2 separate regions of the Mus musculus genome follow, and region 2 is linked to region 1. The links are chromatin contacts, called in public Hi-C maps. All regions are on one chromosome and are shown on one strand. Each heading gives the region's core, a stretch centred on a gene start, on an enhancer-like site or on the middle of the called end of the contact. The rest is flanking DNA. Distances are from core to core; before and after follow the strand shown. Region 1 holds the start of Etaa1os (Ewing tumor-associated antigen 1, opposite strand). Region 2 holds the start of Wdpcp (WD repeat containing planar cell polarity effector).

Evidence for each region. A called contact is a pair of places that touch in the nucleus more often than the background predicts.
Region 2: a Hi-C map of CD4 T cells shows a contact between it and region 1, with 6 times the contacts expected there. The contact joins the promoter of Wdpcp here to the promoter of Etaa1os in region 1. A contact is called at or near these places in 1 of 39 promoter capture datasets (pre-B cells) and 1 of 484 Hi-C or Micro-C datasets (CD4 T cells).

The regions. Positions count from the first base shown.
Region 1 is chr11:17,952,416-17,955,770 of GRCm38.p6, forward strand. Etaa1os (Ewing tumor-associated antigen 1, opposite strand) reads left to right here and starts at 1,555. Exons shown (of 3, transcript NR_131915.1): 1 at 1,555-1,670. It overlaps Etaa1 (Ewing tumor-associated antigen 1), which reads right to left and starts at 1,460. Exons shown (of 6, transcript NM_026576.4): 1 at 1,148-1,460; 2 at 163-288. The coding sequence starts at 1,379.
Region 2 is chr11:21,570,449-21,573,803 of GRCm38.p6, forward strand. It overlaps Wdpcp (WD repeat containing planar cell polarity effector), which reads left to right and starts at 1,833. Exons shown (of 18, transcript NM_145425.3): 1 at 1,833-1,922. Mdh1 (malate dehydrogenase 1, NAD (soluble)) reads right to left here and starts at 1,486. Exons shown (of 9, transcript NM_008618.3): 1 at 1,282-1,486. The coding sequence starts at 1,284.

The DNA of each region.
Region 1 (3,355 bases), core at 305-2,804:
ACTTAATGACTCCACCCTAGAATCAGACAGAAAAATCACACATGAGGTTCTAAAAAACAAAACAAAAAACCCAAAACCGTTGTATTATGATGTTACCAGACTAAAATTTTACCGACAATAATTCTTCAAGCACCTACCCACATAAAAATAACAACAGATTACCTAACTGCTTTGTCATTGGAGAATTTTGATCCCAGAAGATATCAGTTTGTCCATCTGGATCATTTGGAGAACTGAAGGTACAGGATAATAAATCCATTTTCACGATTTGTACTGGCGTCTCCTTTCCTGCATAAGATGACAATCATTGCTTCTAAGTGTTACGTTACTTCATAAAAGCTAAAGTCAAACAATTAATTTTCATGTCCAATACAAAGCTTGTCTCCTAAAGACAGTTACTTTAACCACAATAGAAATGTTTCAATGAAAATAATATCTTAATACTTCATAAGTTTAGCACTGTAGTTAGGAAGTGTTCTTTGAAAATTCCATAGGCCCAGGAATGATACCATCTGATCACTGAATTACTATCACCAGGCTTTAGGTACCTCCATGACGTCAGCAGATGTACAGGAAATGCATCCAAACAGAAAGCCAAGCTAAACTCTCACAAGGCCCCTCCTGTAAACTCGACCCAATTTTTTTTTTACTCCATACACCCCAAAACCAATAGTGATTTGTTTCTAGGGAAGCTCTGTCTAGAATCACTTGAAGGTTTACAATGTTATTTTTCTTTCCCAGCCTCGTTTTATTCATAGCAGAAACAAGCAAGGTAACAGACATTGTATTTTACGGACACACCCTAGGATAGAGGTTATGAGTTTGGTCCTTATTGGGATAGATATCTCTTAACTCCAAGTTTACAGAAATGAACGCGCCATCGGTTTGCTGGGCTAACCGGATGTTACACCTAGCAAGTTCCGGGAGCACACTACGGTTTCTGAGGTGGCCCTTTTTGCAAAACAAAACAGCGAGGAAAACAACAACAACCAGCGTAGGTGCCCAGTTTCCGGAACACAGTCCACGGCACAGGCCCCGCCCACAACCAGACGTTCAGAAAAGGCCCGGTTTACCGGACTCGGCTCTGCAGCCCCAGGCCTCCCGCCCGGTCTGCACCGCCAGGCTCCGCTCCCCGCCCTCTCCTCACCCCGGGGACTGCGCCCGCCGTCAGCCGCTGCCTGCCGCTGCGCCCGCCGCGCAGACCGCGTTCCCGCCCGGCGGAGCTGGGAGCTGCAGGCCGCCCTGGACTCCCGCAGCCACGGCTCTGCCGCCGGGCGGCAGTTCTTAGCAGCCGCCCTGTGCGGCGTGCTCCTCCGGGCAGGGCTGTCCGCATGCTTCCTTCGCCGACTCATTCCCGTGCCACCGTCCTTCAGCTGCATTCACATTTTGCTACAGCGGAGCAGGGCAACTGCTCGACAGAGAGCCCGCGCGCCACCGTGCAGCGCCATCTTTGCAAGTCGGGCGCGCAAAATACGCTGCTTCTAATTGGCTGCCTCCGTCTAGGGGCGGGTTACTACGCATGGTGCGGATTGGCTGCGTCAGTGTGAGGGGCGGGGTTAGAAGGCTGCGGCCAGGGCTGAGGAAACAGGAGTTTTCTGAGGTCTACCATCAGACTCGTCCAACTTAGCAGGAACTGCAGGACCCTTTTCTGGATCTGTGACAGGAACTTGGTATGTGAGACAGTAAAGAGTTCATATACAATGACAGATTCTTATTGAATTTAAAATTTAATTGATTATTTCTAAGATTCAAATGATGGTGTGTTATTCGATAATATGAGAAAATAAAGACTATAGTTTAGGAGGTAATAAACGCAATAGTTCATAGATGTTCTGTTATGTGCGTAGCTCCAAAATGTAGGAAAACGTATTAATTTAATAAACTAACAGTCGCTGGAAACTGTACATGCAAAACAGAGCTGTCATCTTAGTAGGAATAAAATAGTGTTTATTTTGAATCAAGTAATAATTTCCATGGCCAGGGAGCATTGATTCAGGTTGGCCTAAAAACATGTTTCAATATAAAAGCAATCGCACAGACTTTAACAGTCACAGAACAAAAAACAAAGCATTTGCCAGGCGCTTTGTTGGGGACAACAGGTAGTAGGTGGGTTACAGCAAAGCAGGAGATGATTCGTCCATAGGCTTTAGGTAAGGATATAATTTATGAGACCCATCCTTTCGTTGATGGAAGTTAGTGATCTGGTAACAGTGCATTCCAAAGTTTTTACCTGCTAGCCTTCAGGATGCCAATCCTGACAGCTGGGTCCTTAATGGCTACTTAGGGCACTAAAGATAGCCATAAAGATTATTTGGTTTTATATCTGTAACACTCCAGTTTCCTTATCATGAAGTGTGTCTGTCTTTTTGTTTTTCAGACAGTGTCTTATGTGTGCCCTGCCTCCTTATTTAATGCAGTCTCGCTGTGAACTCCTGGTCTTCCTGTCTCAAGCTTGTCAGTGCTAGGACCACAGGTCTAGGTCCTGAACAGAATCATCAGCGTAGTTGTGCCTTCTTCCATGCCCCAAATAAAGTGAAACTCGGAGGTTAATTGTGCTTTAATAGATTAGTAATAAACCAAATTCTAAGTTTTTAAAGAATATGATTTGCGATAAATAGTAAAACAAAAGAGTGCCAACTCTACAGAGAGAACTATAAAACACCTTAGAAATAAATTGAAGGCCAAAATAAAAAGGGCTATGCTGTGTTTGTGGTCTGTGTCACTCACTACTGTTAAAGAGTCAATTCTTCCCAAACTGGTGTATAGTCAGTGCTGATGCCCTTAGTCTCAGAGCGGGAGGCACATGCCTGTGCAAAGGGAGGATACCTTTACTCTAAGACATGGAATGAAAAAGGAAAAAGAGACAAGAAATTTCTTGATCTCTTGAAGCATAATGAAGCTGAATCTCACCCAAATGTCAGGAGAGTGGTTAAGACTTACAACAATGTTCTAGCGGTGAAGGGACAGACAAATAAATGGATGGGACAGATAAAGTGCTTAGGTGGAAGCACTGACTTACACCTAAGTACAGGCTTTGTATAATACAAATAAAAGCCATTTAAATAATGAGGAAGGACTATGGGAGATAAACAGTATAGCCAGATGGAATGGTAGCTCATATGTGCAATCCTCCCAGCATGCAGAGGGCAGAAGCAGGAGGATTGAGAGTTTGAGGCCACCTGGGTTATATTGAGTGATCTTATCTCAGAAAATACAAATGATAACTGAAAAAGTACATTTATATGTGTATTATATATATGGATTATATATAATTTACATCGATATGAATCACACATGGAAAAAAATGAGGTGACTTTGTCTCAATCCATATCCCTAAATCAAATCAAATTGGTTC
Region 2 (3,355 bases), core at 583-3,082, 3.6 Mb after region 1:
CCCTTTAACTTCAGAATTTCAACACTCTGAATGACATGTAACAAAGCTATCAGATGTTACATGCTGATTCTGTGGACTTATTTCCTAAAGGGGATTATGAAGTGATTTGCCAAACACATAATACAATCCTGGTAAATGGGAAGAACAAGAGACCCTAGGTGCAAGCCTTATGACCTTGAGCAACTCGCATTCTGAGTCTCAACAAATTAAATTTTAGTATTTAAAGTGGGGTTTTGGATAAGATGATTGTAAAAAGGTTTTCATATAGGCCTAACAGCCTAAAGTCTGAAGTTCTTGGATAACTAGTGCCACTTTATTACTAAAATTATTAAGACAGAGACTGCTTAAGCCATAATTTAAATAACTACTTATGTGTCAAAATAACTAGGCAACAATGACTGGAAATTAGTAATTATTCCCTTAGGGTTTCTTATAGAGATTGAGGGAGTTTTTGTCCTTGTTTGAAAACATGTCTCCTTGGGTTCTGTGAAATTTCCAATTCATCCAAAAATTTTCAATTCATCTCACATTTCCCATCTTGATATTAAAGGACAACACGTATTTTTAAAATGTAAATTTCAAAGTACTTAGCAATTTCCAGTCTGGTGGCAAATGTCACCTTCAAACAGCATGAAGATTAGTCCTACGTCAGAGCTCTCTTTCACGTCACCCCCCTCCGCCCGCTGAGGACAAGATAGATCTAGAGCTTCAACAAGATGGTTACGTTACATCTGCAAGGAGGCCTTCAGAATTTATGACAGAGTAGTAAAGAATATCGGCACTGTTTGACTAGCGATGCTAGTCCTGTCATTACAAACGGAGATCAAGAATAGGTTTTCAGTAACATTTGTTTTCTTTTAAATCAAATATGGTGGAAACATGTCTCCTGAAAACTGGGATCATAACCTGGAGCACTACCGGTAAATCAACATCAGAGGCCTATTCTTTCCAAGAGCTTAAGAGGCAAAATAGTGTTAGGACCTAATTCTTCCCCTCCCATAATTCTCATCCCCCACAACAAATCCTTTAAGGTCCTTCGGAGAAAATTTTGTCCCTCCTGCGCAAGGACTGAGACCCGACTTTCCAAGGACAGTGATTTCTCTAGAGTCCTTGCGAACCCCTTTCCAGTATCTGGGTTACTGCGACAGTCGTGAGAATGAGTCAGATTTTGCAAACCGCGCGGAGGACAGCTCCCGGCATTACTGCTTTTTAAAAGCGCATCAAGCGCAGGAGGAGGCCGAGAGGCCGGAGCTGCTGCAGGTTCCAGGAGCCCACACTCACCATTATTGCAAACTGCAAGGCCGATCTCTGCACCTGCAAAAGGCAGTCTCCAGCAGTCAGGTCACCTCTACAGCGGAACAGACTCTGGGAGAGAACGCGGGGCTGGCCCGCAAAGGTTCGGCTGGAGACACGGCCCTTTCTGGGAAGTGTAGTTCTTCCGGCGACCTCTGGCGCCCACCTTCGTGCATTCCTGACAGTGCTAAACTACAATTCCCCCAAACCCCTTCTTCCTACGCGCCTCGCTGCAAAGTAGTCCCGGGGCTGAGCCTCGGTGATTGGAGCGCGTCTGTGAGCAGAGGGTTGGTGCTTTGAGTGAGGCGCCTGCCTGATGGCGCTCAGCAATTGGCAGGAGAGGAGGCGTTAACTCGAGGGAGGAGAAACGACCCCTGAGCGACAGCACACGTCGCTCCACCGAGAATCTATCCTCCCCCAAGACTAAACAAGGGCGGCTAAGAGACCTTCCGTTGCTTAAAGCCCGCTCGACCCGGAAACAAAACCTTTTAAAAACTCTCTCAGAGGCGGGAGGAATTGACGCTTGCGGAAGAACGGGCAGCTTCACCGTTGCTAGGCGACGAGGCAGCCTCACCTGAGCGCTCTCCAGACCAAGAGCTTGTGGAGCTGTGTTCTCACGTCCCAGGCTGGTGAGCTCGGCCCCGAGGGTTTTTATCTGGGGGTCAGAACAGGGTGCGGCACTGATGCGCGTATCCTGAATCCGAAGCCGGTGGTTGTGGGCGACCTCCGGAGTCCCCTGTTAGTGTCAGGAGCGTGTGGATGCCACAGTTTTCAGGAGGGACGAAGAGTGTCTTGCAGTTTGAGTCAGTGTAACTTTTCCAAAGTAAAGTCAGAAAGTTTTGTTTGTGGAGTGAGCCCCTTCCTTGTGTTTACTTGTGGTGTACCGATCTAATTTTCTTTGCCGACTGTGAATATTGACACTTTTTGCTCATTCTCTTTTTGGAAACCTGTTACTTCCAGGGGAAGTTGGGAGACACTGATTGTTTCAGGCGAAATGTTAGCAGCTAAAACATCTCAAGAGGCTTTCATTTAAAATGAAAGTTGTTAAGGGAAATCTGTATTCTCCGTTTGTTGTACGGATATTCGAAAACATGTGCCTTGGAACAGACCAATGAATATGCTCTTGGTCTAACGTCAGAATTTTCTGTCACTATTAAATGGATGGTGGATGGCTTCAGTTTTGTTTTTGGAAGATTTAGTATTTGGAGAGAGAAATATGATGCCTTAGTCAGGGCTTCTATTTCTGCGATGAAACACCATGACCAAAAGCAGGTTAGGGGAAAGGATTTATTTGGCCTACTCTTCCACATTTTGGCCCATCATTCGAGGAACTCAGAATAAGTAGGAATATGGAGGGCATGAGCTGTTGCAGAGACCATGGAGGAGTGCTGCTTATTGGTTTGTTCCTCATGGCTTGCTAAGTCTGCTTCTTTATAGAACCCAGGACCACCAGCCCAGAGATGGCAGCACCCATAAAGGACTGGGCTCTTCCCCATCAATCTGTAATTAAGAAAATGCCCTATGGGCTTGTCTACAGCCCGATCTTTATGGTGGAAGCATTTTTCTTTTCAATTGAGAATTCCTCTTAACTTAAGACTGACTGTAGCTTGTGTCTGGTTGACATAAAACTAGCCACTTCTGGGTCCAATAGCATTTAGGTTTCAATAGACTGTAGGGTACTTGAATGACTCCTAGAATCACTTTATTCATTTGATGCCTTAATTTTGTTCTTGAGCACTGATCTTTTTATAATGGAATGCTTCCTGTGTCTCTGTCCACATTTAGTTCATTTGTGGGTTGCATTTCTAAATGTTACCTCTGTGTCAGGGACTCTCAAATTCCAGGGCATGTCTCTGTAGTTTCTGTTTCTTCTTGGTTTTCTAATAGGCATTAGTTCTGTTACTTTATAGTACTTCCTACTGAACAACCATATGTGCAAATATCACACTCTAGAGATAGCATGACTTGCCTCCAGTTTCACTTGATGGTTGAGGGAGAGATTACAGGATTTTCAAGTGAAGAGAGAAGGGCTGGAGCTGATTTGATAGTGATTGTTCTAATC